Regions from separate parts of the Rattus norvegicus genome. Here region 2 is linked to region 1. Evidence: chromatin contacts called from public Hi-C data. All regions are on one chromosome and are shown on one strand. The core of a region is the stretch at or near the end of the contact, and the rest is flanking DNA. Distances in the headings are between cores, read along the strand shown.

Region 1 (7,581 bases), core at 561-3,060:
TATAGTTGTGGCTCATTGTTTCTTGTATTGTGTAATCAAGTGTGGAGAGTTTTGGGGGGCCACTTTTAGAAACATGGCAGAGATTTGACATCAGGCCAAGACAAAAGAAGTGGGAATCTGACTTTTGTCCAGGACTCAAGAAATAGGCTCAGATTAAGAACATGTACATTTGCATTAATGCAAAGCTCAGAGTATGCTCTAGTGAGGTCTGTGTGGCAGTCCTTTTGCCTTGGTCATCCTGACTAGCTTCTAGAAAGTTGTTTAAAGGATTTTGTTTATTGCCTTGCTTGTTCCTTGACCCAGAAATGATCTTATTATTTTGCATGTACTTAAAGGTGGTATAAACACGACTGGACAAAATCAACTGTCTTGAGCCTCAGAATTGGCTGGGGTCACACTACAGTGTTGTCTAATTGTCACTTTTCTTGCTCCTGCCCTGGAGAACCTGTTGATTGACTGAGCAGGCTTAGTCAAATGGCACCTCAATGTTGGAGCTCCAGTAAGGAGGACACAGTGAAGAACACTGCAGGAGGAAGTGCACAAAGTAAAGTAAAGATTTGGGACAGTGGTAATTGTAAGAAGGGACAAGGTAGTGGTAAAATGGTGTGTGTGTGTGTGTGTGTGTGTGTGTGTGTGTGTGTGTGTGTGTGTGTGTGTGTTTAGAGGAGCCAAGATAATTCTCATAGATGCTTTAAGTCTTTGTACCCCAATTAGAGATAGTTAAGTCTCTAGACTTGAAAGAGAGAGAGAGAATGAGTTTGAGAAGAGCACTCCTTCCCACCTATCCAAGGATACTTTGGTGAAAGAGAAGGAAAATGAATGTAAGCTGTTTCAGAGCTCTCCTCTGGACAGGAGGAGGTTGGGAGACATCCTGCTTCCTCTCTGGCTCCTACTGGAGGAATGCTTAGTTCTGGTTCTTGGTCCCTTAGGTAAGATATCTGGGTCCCTTTGGTGGGACATCTAGTTCTCTTCCCTCTGTCTATTGTCTGTCCTTGGTGCACCAATCTGTCCATGTCTCTGTTTTTGTTTCATTGTTTGATTGTTTGTTTTGTGCTTCATGTTCCAAAGGAAAAATGGTTGGTCAATCAACTGTTAATTTAGTTTTAACTCATTTTCAAAACAAAAGAGCAGCAGCAGTCTCAATTGGCCTTTGGCCTTTGGCCTTTGGAGTCCTGGAGTCCAGCACAGCTGCAGAAGCCCTGGTAGGGACTGATTGTCTGCACAAGGCACTCTTAAAGGGACCAGAAGTTTCTTGGCTTCTATGGTAAGAGAGCTAATGGATGTTTTGCACCTAGAAAAATCTCTGTGACTGTGATTATTGGGTTCACATAACAAGATGCTCCTCCCTTGAAATTACAGCTAGAAAAAGTAAGAAAATTGTGTTTGGTCTAAATATATAGCCACTTCTTCATGGCAAAAAGATTTGAAATTTAAACAAACATAAAATTTAGGCAGGAGGGACAAGTCCATGCCTATACCCATGAACAGGACATAAATAAAAATAGTTGGTAGTTGTTGGGTCAGCCTAAACAGGCATGCCCAGGGAAGCATGCACAGTGAATTTATTTAATTTTATGTGTAATTAAAATCCTATACATATTCTTGAACTTCCAACAACTCTTTATACAGAGGAAAAAATGGGCTTCTAAACAAAGCCTCTTTTCTAGAAGTGCCCTCCCTGGAAGAGAGGCAGAAAAAGTGTTAGAGGAGAAATAGAAGTCCCTGCCTGCAAGGCTCCAGGCATTGCTGCTGGGTTCAGCCTGCTCTTATTCTGAAGAGAAGTCTTGCTTCCTTGTTTTCTAATATGAAACTCTTGGCTGCTCTCTCTGTTGTGCATTCCATCTACATTATTCACATTGGAATTCAGAAGAACCAAGAGTAAAGCTGGAGACCTCCCCCAGGACATCTGGTGCTCAATACAGGTTCAGTATCTTTAGCTGAAGGGGACCTTTCTCCCCTCCCTAGCCCACCCATCCTAAGGACTCTGCTTCTCTTTGCTACTTGTCTCTTCTTACTTCTTTCATGTTTCCTACGTGTACTGAATAACTTCTTCTTGTTGCTTTTTCTGATATGAGACTCCTTTAGCTTTAGTGCTTTTCTCTCTCTGCTTCCTCTTCTGTCACTACTTATAATCCTTTTTTAATTGCCTCTGCCACCCAGTCTGTGGGTTTCTTTCTCTCTTTCTACTCCTTCTGCTATGGCTGCTGCTTCTGCTTCTGCTGCTGCTGCTTCTTCTTCTTTTTCTTCTTCTTCTTCTTCTTTTTCTTCTTCTTCTTCTTCTTCTTCTTCTTCTTCTTCTTCTTCTTCTTCCTCTTCCTCTTCTTCTTCTTCCTCTTCCTCTTCTCTTCCTCCTCCTCCTTCTTCCTCTTCCTCTTCTTCCTCCTCCTCTTCTTTTTATTTTTTTCTGTCATTTTTTTTGAAACAACAACCTAAGGACAGCTGCCTTTGGTTTGTTCTTAATGTGATACTTACTGATAATTTGGAATAAACAAGGACATCAACTTGTTCCTTTTCCTACAGCCTTTGCCCAAATGAAACCCTTTTACTTCCTCTCTCATGTCAAAAGTCTCCAGAGCTGGTTTTTCTGATGCTGCAATCTGCTACCTGGGAAAGATACAAGTCTTTAAGTATAAGGATGAGGTCTGGAGGATCTTTGTTCTCAGAGCTGCAGAATGCAATGTCTTTTTAACCAAGCAACCTCCCTTTCTTATGAAACCCTGGCATAGCCTTAGGAAACTTGAAGGTTGTTGACCCTTAACTGCCTTCATCCCTTACAGGGGGATTCTTACTCCTACTGCTCAGATACTTGTGGTTTTCTTTGAAATTACTTTATTATTCTTAATTATTATTATGTTCATTACTTTTGTGTCTGAACGTGCATGGTGGTTATGCCTCATGTATGCCATGGCATGCATGGAGAGGTCAAAGAATGGTTTTGGAGGTTGGTTTTGTGTTTCCATCTTTATGTGAGCTCTGGGGGATCAATCTCAGGTTTCCAGTTTTCCACAGAAGTTGTCTTTACCAACCAAGCTACCTCAGGAGTTCAAATAATGGGAATTGAGCCCAGAGCCCTGTACACACTAGCCACAGACTATGCCACTGAGCCATGCTCCCAGCTCATGTGTATTCTATAAAAAGTCTATTAAATCCTCACCCCTAAACAAAGTAGGGACCCCATTGTTTGATGACAGGGTACCAGCTAAGTTGTGAGGAAACTGGCAAGCTAAAACACTAGGTCTAATCACTTGTAAAGGGAGACCATTATTTTGAAGGAGAAACTCGGATCATCGAGCTTATGTTTGAATGGGCTGGTCGATGATAGGAAGGATAGGCCAAGCATGATGGGAGAGAGTTGAGGATCAAGAGAGTGGTCACTGTTCAGTCTCAAGAGGAAGTTCCCTGGTGACACCTAAAGAGATCCAGAACTGCCCCCTGGAGGCTAGAGCAGGCATAGCAAATATGTGACCCCAACCACAGTTGGAGGATTGCTGAGTGGACAGGGTCACTTCACTTGAGGTGGTGCCTCTACCTTTCTGATTCATTTTTCCTCTATTTGTAAGACGGGGAATCAGGCCTATCCTATCCCATTGGATACCCCCTAGGCTCCACCCTGAAGAACTGGGGCAAGGCAACCTGTTTCCTTTTGCAATAAAGCCTGACTCTACTATGAACTGGGGGTAAAAGACTTGTCTTTAAATGGAAGCCAAAATAAATACCATACTACAATTATTGACATGTTTTTCAGGCATTGAAAAAAATAGCAACTTATAAAAATAAAGGCTTATGTTTAAGTCTCTTATGTTAAATACATTACCATCATCCTGCTTGATCTTCTTTGCAAGGGAAAAAGAAAGAAAAAGGTTTTCTTTGTTCTAATTTGTATCCTTAAAGGAAATTCCAACTTCTGCAAAAGCTGCAGATTGGATCACAATATGAAGTTTTTATTCATGTGAGCTAGTCTCTTCTTTTTTTAGCACTTACAAATGATATTAATTAAAAAGTTCTGTGGGGAATGAAATTCAGTACAATCTGGTCTTATTGCAACATGGAGGTCATTAAACTATTTGAAATTTGAAAGGGTGGTAGCCCTTCAATATTAAGTGTACCCTCTGAAAGTCTTATTTATGAATGAGAGCAGTGATCACTCTGAGCTGAGAAAGAACTGGTTTCTGTTGCTCATTGATACCCATTTTAATGTCTGGGAAATGCTTTGCATGTTGGTGGTAGCACAAGGGTCCTGGGTACAGCCTGCTATCACTCATCAGCAAGTCTGTCCAGCAGGCACCAGTAGTTTCTCTGTCCTTGCTTGACCCTCCATGCAAAAGTAACCATTTGCAATCATCTCTCAAAGTCCTTCACTGGGACAGACATTTCGTGTCCCAATCTGCAATTAAAAGATTAGCAGACAAGTAGGTTTTGTTCTCTCTCTCTCTCTCTCTCTCTCTCTCTCTCTCTCTCTCTCTCTCTCTCTCTCAATCTCTCTGTGTGTGTTAATGTGTTCTCTTGTGTGATAATTCATTGTTCAAGGTCTTTGGGAGCTCTTATAATGGCCACACCCATCTGGAATATAAGATTCAGTAACACTCAGAATCGTATGAAACCAATAATCAATATGAAAAACAGAACCAGGTGATTCCTAGAGTCACATGGGAAGTAGGTAACTTGACAGCTTCATCTCCTCCACCCACTCTAACCTCTGGCCTCACCAGATAAATCCTTTCTTGATTCCCATAAAATATTTTCAGATGTTCTTCTAACATTATTTACACAGGGATGGCCCTGGATAGCCTCTCATTTCTTATGTTGTTGTCCATATTCAGTCCCTGCCCCTCTTTTGATGGGCAATCAAATTGGTTTGTTCCAGAATTCAACAGATTACTTTTTAAATAGTTATTCAAAAGGTATTATTGAACTGGCTGCTATTCCAGAGGACCTGGGTTCAATTCTCAGCACCCACATGGGAGCTCACAACTGTCGGTAACTCCAGTTCCAGAGGATATGGCATTCTCACAGAAACACGCATGCATGCAAAAAAGCATCAATGCACCTTCAAAGATTCAAGGCAAATCTTTGTGCTGGAGAGACGGCTCAGGATTTAATACCGTCTGCTCTTCCAGAGTCCCTAGTTCAACTCCCAGCAACCGCATGGTGGCTTAAAACCATGTATGCTGGATCCGATACCCTCTTCTGGCATTCAACTGTACGCCTCTCCTGGACCACATCAGACACATCATAGCCTACACTGGATTAAATGAAACAAGTCTTTTTTAAGTTAAAAAATAAATTACGTGTTACGTATACTAACCGGCTCGCACGATCTTTCTCATGTTTGATTTTTGTCTTGTGTCTTTGATCCTTGTTTTATTTAGTATTCTGCTACAACTGGTGTCTTCAACACCTCCCATCCCCAAAATGTGACTGCTGGTAACTGAGTGATGCTAACCATGACCATCACAATCACCTTCTTTGGAGAAGTCTATGCTTCCTCATCTGGATGTTCTTTGTGACTGTGCCCTCACCCTGCAAGGAATAGGAAGTGAACCACTGACCCTATTCCCTAAAATTTTCAAGAGCCTAATGTTGAAAGTAGGCTAGCTGACCAATAGTGTCTTCAAATCAGGATATAAGGAGTCTTAGGTAACCCCTGAGGCTTAGGTACCAGAGTTATGTTGTAAATATGTTAGTTTGGACTGGGCTCCACAGATTGTGTGTGTGTGTGTGTGTGTGTGTGTGTGTGTGTGTGTGTGAATGTGTGTGTGAATGTATCTATATGTGTATGTGTTTGAATATGTGTGTGTATGTGTTTGAATATGTGTGTGTGAGTGTATGTATGTGTGTGTATGTGTTTGAATATGTGTGTGTGAATGTGTATATGTGTGTGTGTGTGTGTGTGTGTGTGTGTTGGTTACTTGTGATTTTCTCTCTATAATGGCCTAAATCTGCTTCATAGAGAAGTTTTCTTGATCAGGAATACAGATTAAATTTAACTCTGAGAATAAGAACAAGTATTTAGAATGTAGTTATGGGTTATAATGGTTTAATCAAGTGGTGGTTATAGGTTCGGCTCAAAGGTCTATGATTTCACTGTTCCTAGGTAGTTGGCTAGGCTTTGAACACCAGGACTGTTTCCCCCATTGTTGAGTGTGCCTTAAGTCCAATTAGACAGCTGGTGGTTATCACCAAAGTATGAGTGCTCCTACTGTGCACTCAGGGTTATTGAACCACGGTAGTGGTCACTTTAATTGAAATAACTCTGAGCCCTCAGTAGGTTCTGTAGATGCTGGTGGTGGATGAAATAGGTTTTAACATTTGTTCACTCTCACCGGGTCAGTGCTAGGCTTCCCAAACAGGACAGAAAGAACAAGGATGGTTGGCTTTACCTGGATAAGGTCAAACTGCCTTCAGGAATGTCGTCGTATGAGAGTGTATGCCTAGTGGTGTTACACTTTTTCTTAGTGAGCTTTTCAACTTTATGGTTATCTAAATTCTATCCCTTATTTATTACACTGAGTTTTGGGTAAAATAGACTTTCAAAGGATAAAGACCCCTTTTCTAAAAGTGGCCACACATAGGAAAGAGACAACAGAGAGAGAAAGCTGTGCCCGTCAGAATCAAGACCACTGTTGTCCAGCTTGGTGTGCTTTTATTCTGAAGTCTGTCCTTGCTTTCTTGTTTGCTAAACTTCAATGCTAGACTGCTGGCTCAATCGTTGTGCATAAGAACTTAGAGTGCTGTTGAGCTTGAAACAAGGGGAGACTTGAGACACTCCCATCCCTGCAAGATTTCCATCTTGAAAACAATTAGCGATTGTCCCTTAACCTGACAGTAATTCATACATCAAAAAGAAAAGTTTAATTAAAACAAATCATGGATATTAATGATTCACCACAAAATTCTCTTTTATCTTGGTACCATGATCTGTACGGTACCAAGTCACAGGTGAAGTAGTTCTAAATTTCCTATCTTCCCTTTTATATTGGTTAACCATTAACCTGTCACTAGTTAACCATTAGACAGCCATAAGTATTGTTTAATCATTAATCATAGAATAACAAAGATTATTGTCATTAGAGGAGGTGTGCCTCTGGTTATCCATTAGCCAAGAAGTTGATTGTTTCACAAATGTTCAGGAGCTGCAGAACCTGCTTAGAAAGAAGAGTGGTAAGCAATGAGTTCCAAACAGCAACTTGTAAAACTGAACGATGGCCACTTCATTCCTGCATTGGGCTTTGGCACCTATAAACCGGAAGAGGTAAGAATAGTAGTATTGTGGTGGATAGGTCAACAGACAATTGTCTGAGGGTGGGTAGAATCGATGAAGTTGTCAAGTCACTTACTTCCTATGTGACTCTGTGGGAATCAACTGGTTCTGTTTTACTGTGCAAGGTAGAAGATAGTTTGACTTTGCTCTGTATCAAGGTCTTACCAATAATTTCAATAATTGGTCTTGGCTTCTTAGAAGAATCAGTTACCAGTCCAGAACACCATCACCTTCCTTGATTCTCTGCTAATAGCGGAGGAGGGAGGAGGGTCTTCCTCTGTTTATATATTTTCCCCTATTAAATAATATAAGACTGAGGG
Region 2 (7,492 bases), core at 1,057-3,556, 220 kb after region 1:
AAAGAAAAAGAAAAAAACCAATAACCTCAGATTGTGGGTTATTCACAATTGTGGGAATATTTCACAGTGGTACAATACCAAGCACCTACCTAACCCACCCTAACTAAATAAAAATTTAGAAGCAGCAGAGAGACTCCCTTGCTGGAATAACCCGTCCCACCCCGCCTTCATCACCCTATAAGAACAGGGCAAATGAAAACACATTCTTCCAGGGTCTTTAAAATGCACAAAAAGACACGTACCCAGGGGAGGCTCCACCTCCGACCGCTCATCTCCTCCCACTAGTAGCACCATATGATAAAAGTTATCAAAAAAAAAAAAAGTCATCCAAGTGTTAGGTCCAAGATCTCAAGATTTAACTTTCCATAGAAAACCCATCACAGACTCCTAGGTGATTCTCAATTCAATCAAGTTGACAGCGGAACTTTACAGAGGCAACTTCTCAGTAAGCCTATACCCTGCCCCCAAAACAGGAGGGAAAATAAGTAGTTCCCGATGCAGAGCCTCACTTCCAATCCTCACTTCCAGGAAGCTGTGAAATTACCCCTGTCCTTAGCCACACGCAAATGGAAGTGATGTGTGTTGGCTGCTCCACTGTCTTCTGCTAGCCAGGGGGAGGGAAAGCAGGGAGTATGAAAGGAATGAAGCAGAATGATAAATACTCTGATTTGAAAGGAATGGGAAAGTAGCCAGTTAAACACATTTCCAGGCTTGCTTGGATGCAGTCTGCTTCATACATACCCTGGCTTTTCATTTCTAACACCACATAAATAGGATATAGTAGTATAGACCTACAATCTCAGCACTTGGGAGGTAGAGATAAAAATGTGTGTGTGTGTGTGTGTGTGTGTGTGTGTGTGTGTGTGTGTGTGAGAGAGAGAGAGAGAGAGAGAGAGAGAGAGAGAGAGAGAGAGATTTTGTAATTTTGAAATAAAAATTTTGACAATTAGGATTCACTATCACTCATTCATATATCACGTATTGTTACACACATATTCACTGTATCTTATATTATATAAGTATAAAATAGGATATCTAGAAAAAATATTCCCTGCTATAGTTTGAAAATGTGCCCAAATATGGTATATTAGAAACTGAATCTGCAGTGCAGCTGGGCCGGGGAGGAGAACCTCTTAGGAGGGGTTTACAACATGAGAGCTCTGCTCATGTGTATGGATCTGTGTTGCTACATGACGATCCAGCAGCACTGGGGTCTCCAGTCTGACCTTCCCCCAGGTGAAAAACAGTGTTACCAGCCTCAAAAGGACGCAGTGTTCAGACACAATCTTGGAAGGAGAGACCAGGCCCTCCCTAGACACTAACCCTGTCAGCACCTTGATCTCAAACTCGTTAGCCTCTGAACTATGAAACACCTATTTCTGCTGGCTATAAAGAACTCAACAGTAGTGTTCTTTTACAGCAGCACGTGACCAACACTCCACCAGATGGTCAAAGAAGTAGGGAAGTAAGCTGAGAATGTGGGTATATTAGAAACATTTTTTTCTGGTGTACCGTTGTTGTTGTTGTTGTTGTTGTTGTTGTTTAATAAGTCAGGACAGAGGAAGCACACACACACACACACACACACACACACACACACACACAAATATGCTCCTATATCTCTCAGCTTGCAAAACATTCCACACCCATGATCTCAGAGATCCCTAGGGAAAGCATTCAATCATCATTGTCAGCCCTGGGTTCGGGGGTTGGGGGGGGCCGGGGTGAGGAGATTAGACTTATAACTCAGCATACACCTTCCTAAGGATTGGTAGCCAGAAAGTAGCAGAGGTACATTTAGGTCCTGACCCTCTGGCTTCTGGACTCACATCCCAATGCTACCATTCTGAAGTTGACACTTGACAACAACTTTAGCCCTCCTCTCTGTGGTCCCTGTTTCCTTCAGACATGATCAGAGAAAGAACGTTTTACAACATGGTCAGCTCCCATCTACGTCTGTCCTCTATAGCTTTCTTCTGTGCTTTGATTACATAACTCAGTCAGGACCATTGAAGAACTGCCATGAGGCATCCGGGGCACTGTGTTAGGTTCCCTTTGGTGCTGTCACAGTTTATCACGTGATTGCTGGCTTATAGAAATGTTTTTGCCAGAAATTTGACATTCTAGCATGGGTATCAGCAGGGCTGTCCTCCCTCTGGGATTTGGGGAGAGGAAATTGCTTCATTTCTTCTCATTCCTGGTAGTCCCATGCTTTCTTTGGATTGCAACTGAAACCCTCAAATCCCTGCCTGTGTCTTTGGCTGTTTTTCTTATGTAGAATCTGCAGCCTGCTTAGAAGGGCGCCGTGGTTTACTCTTGAGGTCATCTGGATAAGTCATAGTGTTCTCTCCTATCTCGAGATGCTTGGGTTAGAACACATCTTTAAAATCCATAAGCTACTATCACAGGTTCTGGCAAATTAGGTCTAGATCGTTTTGAAGATCATGAATCAGCCAATTGCAAACATTCAACTAACAGGATGCCCAAGATAAACCTCATAATTTCCCTCTATTGTCCTGCAGGGTGAGACAAAAGGATTATAGAAAGTCCAGATGGATCTTGTTATAAACTGTTGAAAACAAGTCAGAGAAGGTCATCCATTCTGAAACCCACGGTTTACAGATGAAAAGCCTAAATAAAGTACCATTAAACTCCACAGTATAAGTCATTCGTTAGGATCATAATGCCATAGTAATGAAATCTACCGCACTACAGTCATTATAAGAAGGGGGAAAAAATAGAATCATGTCCAGCATCCTTTATGTGTGTCAGTCATCCTGAGCTCCATAAATGCTGCATTGTTGGTATTGCTTATCACAATTGCTACTGGGCCAGGATGCTGAAATGAGTTTCTCAACAGAGTAAATGGTAAAACAGCTAGAAAAACAGCTAGAACTACCTCTCTGAACTTCCAAATTCTCAAGGCAGTGCATTTTCCCACATTAAAAAAAAAGAAAGAAAGAAAAAAAGGTGCCCCTAGAGAGAGAGGAGAAGAGGAGAAGAACCAAGATGGGGGCAGAGAAGGACGACTCAGATCTGTGTGGCCCTAAATGGCCACAGGTAGTTATGAATATTTCTTAAGGTCTGGGTTTTCGTAGGTCAATTTATCTTGTCTAGGTGGGCGGTTTATATCAGTTGACTCTGTGTTTATTGTGTGGACGCTTTGTGGAATGTAAGTCTGCTGAGGTGAATTATTGAGATAAATCTGATTGCTACGTTATGAGCTTCTGGAGTTTTGATTTGGTCGGGCTGTGGTGGGTAGGGACAGTGACTGCAAGGAATTTGAGCTGTGAGTCTTCCTCTTAGCACTGCTTTCATTGTGTCCCATACGTTTCAATATGTTGTGCCATCATTTTCATTAAATTCTCAAAAGTCCAAAAACAAAGTGTCTGTAGAAGCAGAAAAGCAGAACAGACCATCTCATTCTGGCATGGGTCCGTCCTCTCTGTCACTAGGGTGATCCTGAAAGCCGTCCCACTGTCCTACCTAACTCTGTATGAATGTACAATCACTTTCATTCTAGATCGCTTGCTTTCCAGAAACCCCAAATAACATTATTCTCCACCAACCAACAACACTCATCACACTCTAGCAACTGTTCTGAGGACTAGATGCACGTGTCCATGTGTATGCCCACAAATGTGTATGCACGTGCAAATATGTGTGTACAGACACACGTACATCAATAGATACACACTAAGGTTTTCATCTAAGCCTGACTACAAGAGAACAGGGAACGAGATATTTAAATCTGTCAGGAAGAACTGAGGGAGGATTTACAGGGTAACTGGGGTTAAGAGAAAACTATAAATGAACTGCTAGAACAGAGGGTTCCAAACGCAGGGAGACAGTTGTGGGTTTAATCACAGGCCTGTACCCAGGAGCTGTCTTCCTGAACTGCACTGTTATCAGTGGGTCATGGAGGGGCACACTACCGCTTACACAGATGTAGAAAATACTCCCCTTTTAAATGTGCACCAATGTTTTGCCTGCACATGCAAACTATGGGTCACTTTTATGCCTGGTGACGGAAAGGCCAGAAGAGGTCCTCGGAACACCTAGAACTGGAGTTTCAGATGGTTGTGAGCAACCACATGGGTGTGAGATATTGAACCTGGATTATCTGAAAGAGCAGGAAGTGTGCCTAACCAAGCTACTTCCTGGCCCCAGAAAAATAGTCTTATCTTTCAGGTCCATCTTGGTACCTACTAGCAGTTTGTCTCTGAAGTTCCCTAATAAGTTCTTATTAACTCTGACTCCGTGACCCTACTCAGAAGTGACCATCTTCTTTGTTATGGTTGACTAGCCACTGTTTTGTCTTCTGTAACCTGCTTATGCACACATTCAAGGACAATTGTGAGGTCACCTTAACTACCTAGTGTTAGCAAAACAGAATAATAGTTCCTGGCTTGCTTGTACAGATACTCAACGGTCTTCTTGGGGTTTCACCCTTTAAAGTTATTCTCTGCCCCATCTTCATGTGGCAGTGTCTAATTTGTCTCAGAGACTCATATCCAGCTAGGAGTATCAATACGTTTAATTATAATGTAGCTCGAGGCTGCAGCCTTTCCCCATGGTCTCAAACACCATGACAGTTCCAGGAGCCTTCTGCACATGTGTGCTGGACTGGGCTGTTTGTCTCCTTTAGAAACTTGCCAGGATGCTTGGGGGTAAGAGCATGTAGTGCTCTGGCAGATCTGAGTTTGATTCCCATCCAATGGCTAACAATTGCTGATGACTTGAGCTCTAGAGATCTCAGTGCCTTTTTCTGAACTCCCTGGATATCTCTCTCTCTCTCTCTCTCTCTCTCTCTCTCTCTCTCTCTCTCTCTCTCTCTCGCTTTATTTCCTCTTCTCTCCCTCTCCAACATTTATTAAAAATCAAAAATCTTTTTAAAGAAAGAAGTGCATGCATACGTATGTAAACAGATACACATAGTCATACAAATACACCACACACACACACACACACACACACACACACACACATCCAGTGATGACAAATTAAAGTTTACTTTAGACTGAGAGATGCCGGTGTGCCTGGTTTGAACCACGTGCCCAGGTAACATGTTTGTCTAACGCCTCATCAGCTCCGGCAAAGAGAATGTCCTGTATGTCCATAGTGGGTGGTCTCAATCTTCAAAACAGAAATCTTACAGCCTCAAATGTGCTCAACTTACAGTTCACAAGCTTCTAGCTGTGATCACAACAAATTTGCCTATTTGATTCCATGTTTTCCTCCTTTGACTTTTCTGGTGAGGGATGGGTTGAATAACATAGCAATGATTGTCTTCTATATAATGTCTATACAATTTAAAGCAAATTCAGATACTTTTACTTCCTCTGCCATTGGCAAAGTGGCAAAGCAGCACTGGTAAATGTTGGCAACAGAGTGAAACTGTCTTCTCCTTTTCTCCTGTGTGCTGATCATTAAAGGGATCACTTCCATGGATATACTTGCTGGTGGGAGTGCACACTTGTACAGTTTTTCTGTCTTATATTCACAGAAGTTTCCCACTGCCTGACTTACAAATCTTTTCTCCTAATTTACTGTGTGTGTGTGTGTGTGTGTGTGTGTGTGTGTGTGTTGTAGAAGTCAAAAAACAAACAATTCTATGGCATCTCCTGTTTTACCACCTTTTATTGGTTCTAGAAATTGAACTGTGTGTTTCAATACAAAAGAATGCTCTAACCAAGGAGTTTAAAGCAAGTGCCTTCTTTTTTAAATGGCTCTCAGTAAATCTTAGCTAATAGTGCCATCTTGTGGTCAGATTCAATATTACAGCACCACACAGTTGGTCCTTAAGGAATTGACCACTGAGGAGCCCTTCCCATGTCACAGCCCTTCCTGTGTCATAGCCCACCAGCCTATGTCACAGAAAGTCAAACTAAAGTTTTCAAAGCAGAGTGTTTAGTCCAAGGTGCACAGTCTGTGACTATGGCTATAATTAGAATGTCTTCCATCTCGAAGCTCCTTGTCAATCATTAAATCAGCACGGCAGGCTGTGGGCAAAACAGTTTTATTGAGCTTCTTACTCTGAGGCTTCCTAAAAATGCAAAGCACTGTGTGGTGCTTGTCTTCTAGGAGCAGTCATCCAAGATAGAAGAGGGGTATCCGCTTCGCAAGAAGCTCAACAAAAGCCATCTCTCGTTTAAGCCTTGCACAGATGGATAACATCACTGTTTTGTTTTGTGGGGTTTGCTGAAGATGGTTTAACTGATTAACTTTGAGACAGACTCTCATACAGACCAGGCTGACCTCAACATCACTCTGTAGCAAATGATGCCCTTGAATCCTGATCCTTCTCCCTTTGCCTCTCAAGTGCTAGGATGCCAGGCTTACACCACGAGACTGAGCCCCATGTTTCATCCACGCTGGGTAAACACTCTACCAACCCAGCTATGACCCAAGCTCAAACTGCTGCCTTAAACCGTGTCTGACTCAACAAAAGATAAGGAGACGTTTGCCTTTCACAAAGCAGTGGTGACCACAATACTGACTTCTGGTTCATCCTCATCACTAATAAAGTGGTCTTAATAAAGAACCAGGGAACTGGCCCAGGGAGATGGGTCAGCAAATAAAGGAGCTTGCCACCCAGAGTGACATCTGAGTTCAGACCCTGAAACCTACAGTAGAAGGGAGAAGTCACGAAGTTCAGAAAAAAATAGGGCAGGGGTCATGGGAAGCATTGCAGAAGGAAGTATGAGGTAAATACTATCTAAATATGTTGCACTCAAGTATGAAATTACCAATGAACTTGCAACTATTAAGACAAGTCACAAAAAAGGGCAACAAGTAGGCAGACCCACACCTCTCCTGCTGCTCCTAGAGATCCCCACAGTCTCATCTCCAGCTGTAGCAGAAAAACCTACTGTGGTCTCCATTTCCTCTCTTACCTCACCCTCAATGGAGACAAATATCTTCTCCTTCAACTTTCCTTTCACCAAAGTCACCTATTATGCCAGCGTCACAACGCCAGCAGACGTACCCTGGGAACACACCAGCCAAGCAGGCCAGGAAAGCAGATCCACGGAGAATATTTAACAAGCCGCACAGAGTCAACACACTCTCCCAAAGACCAGGTATTAAGCAGAAGCCAAAGATCAGAAACTCTCACCCAACAGAGACAAAACTAGAGATTACTACTCAGACTCCCAATCCCGGATATCTAAACATCAGCAGAGAAACACAATTAATAACAATCAAGACAGGACATCTCCATGGAGCCCAGCTACCCTTTGGGGGCAGGCACTGAATATTCTAACATAGCTGAAACCCAAGAAAAAGACCTAACGATAGGCTGTATGAAGATACCCTTGAAAAGGACGCTAATAAATCCCTTAAAGAAACCCAGAAAAACACAAGCAATGCAAGGGACAGAATAAAACTGTGCAAAACCCAAATATGAAGATAGAATCAATGAAGAAAACCCAAACGGAGGGAATGCTGGAAATTAAAAAATCGGGAATTTGAACAGAGACTACAGAGGCAA

Evidence for each region. A called contact is a pair of places that touch in the nucleus more often than the background predicts.
Region 2: a contact with region 1 is called in a Hi-C map of psoas muscle, with 2.7 times the contacts expected there. The contact joins the enhancer-like site here to the promoter of Akr1c19 in region 1. A contact is called at or near these places in 2 of 12 Hi-C or Micro-C datasets (liver and psoas muscle).

The regions. Positions count from the first base shown.
Region 1 is chr17:70,912,106-70,919,686 of GRCr8, forward strand. Akr1c19 (aldo-keto reductase family 1, member C19) reads left to right here and starts at 1,811. Exons shown (of 10, transcript NM_001100576.1): 1 at 1,811-1,922; 2 at 7,131-7,252. The coding sequence starts at 7,169. The region is part of intron 2 of LOC134482872 (a long non-coding RNA gene); the gene reads right to left.
Region 2 is chr17:71,129,750-71,137,241 of GRCr8, forward strand. No RefSeq gene overlaps it. Among named protein-coding and RNA genes, the nearest start is that of Akr1c15, 16 kb to the left of the region's middle. Within about 2 kb of position 2,307, at least 10 of the 93 cell types and tissues checked have an H3K27ac peak or open chromatin away from gene starts, as enhancers often do.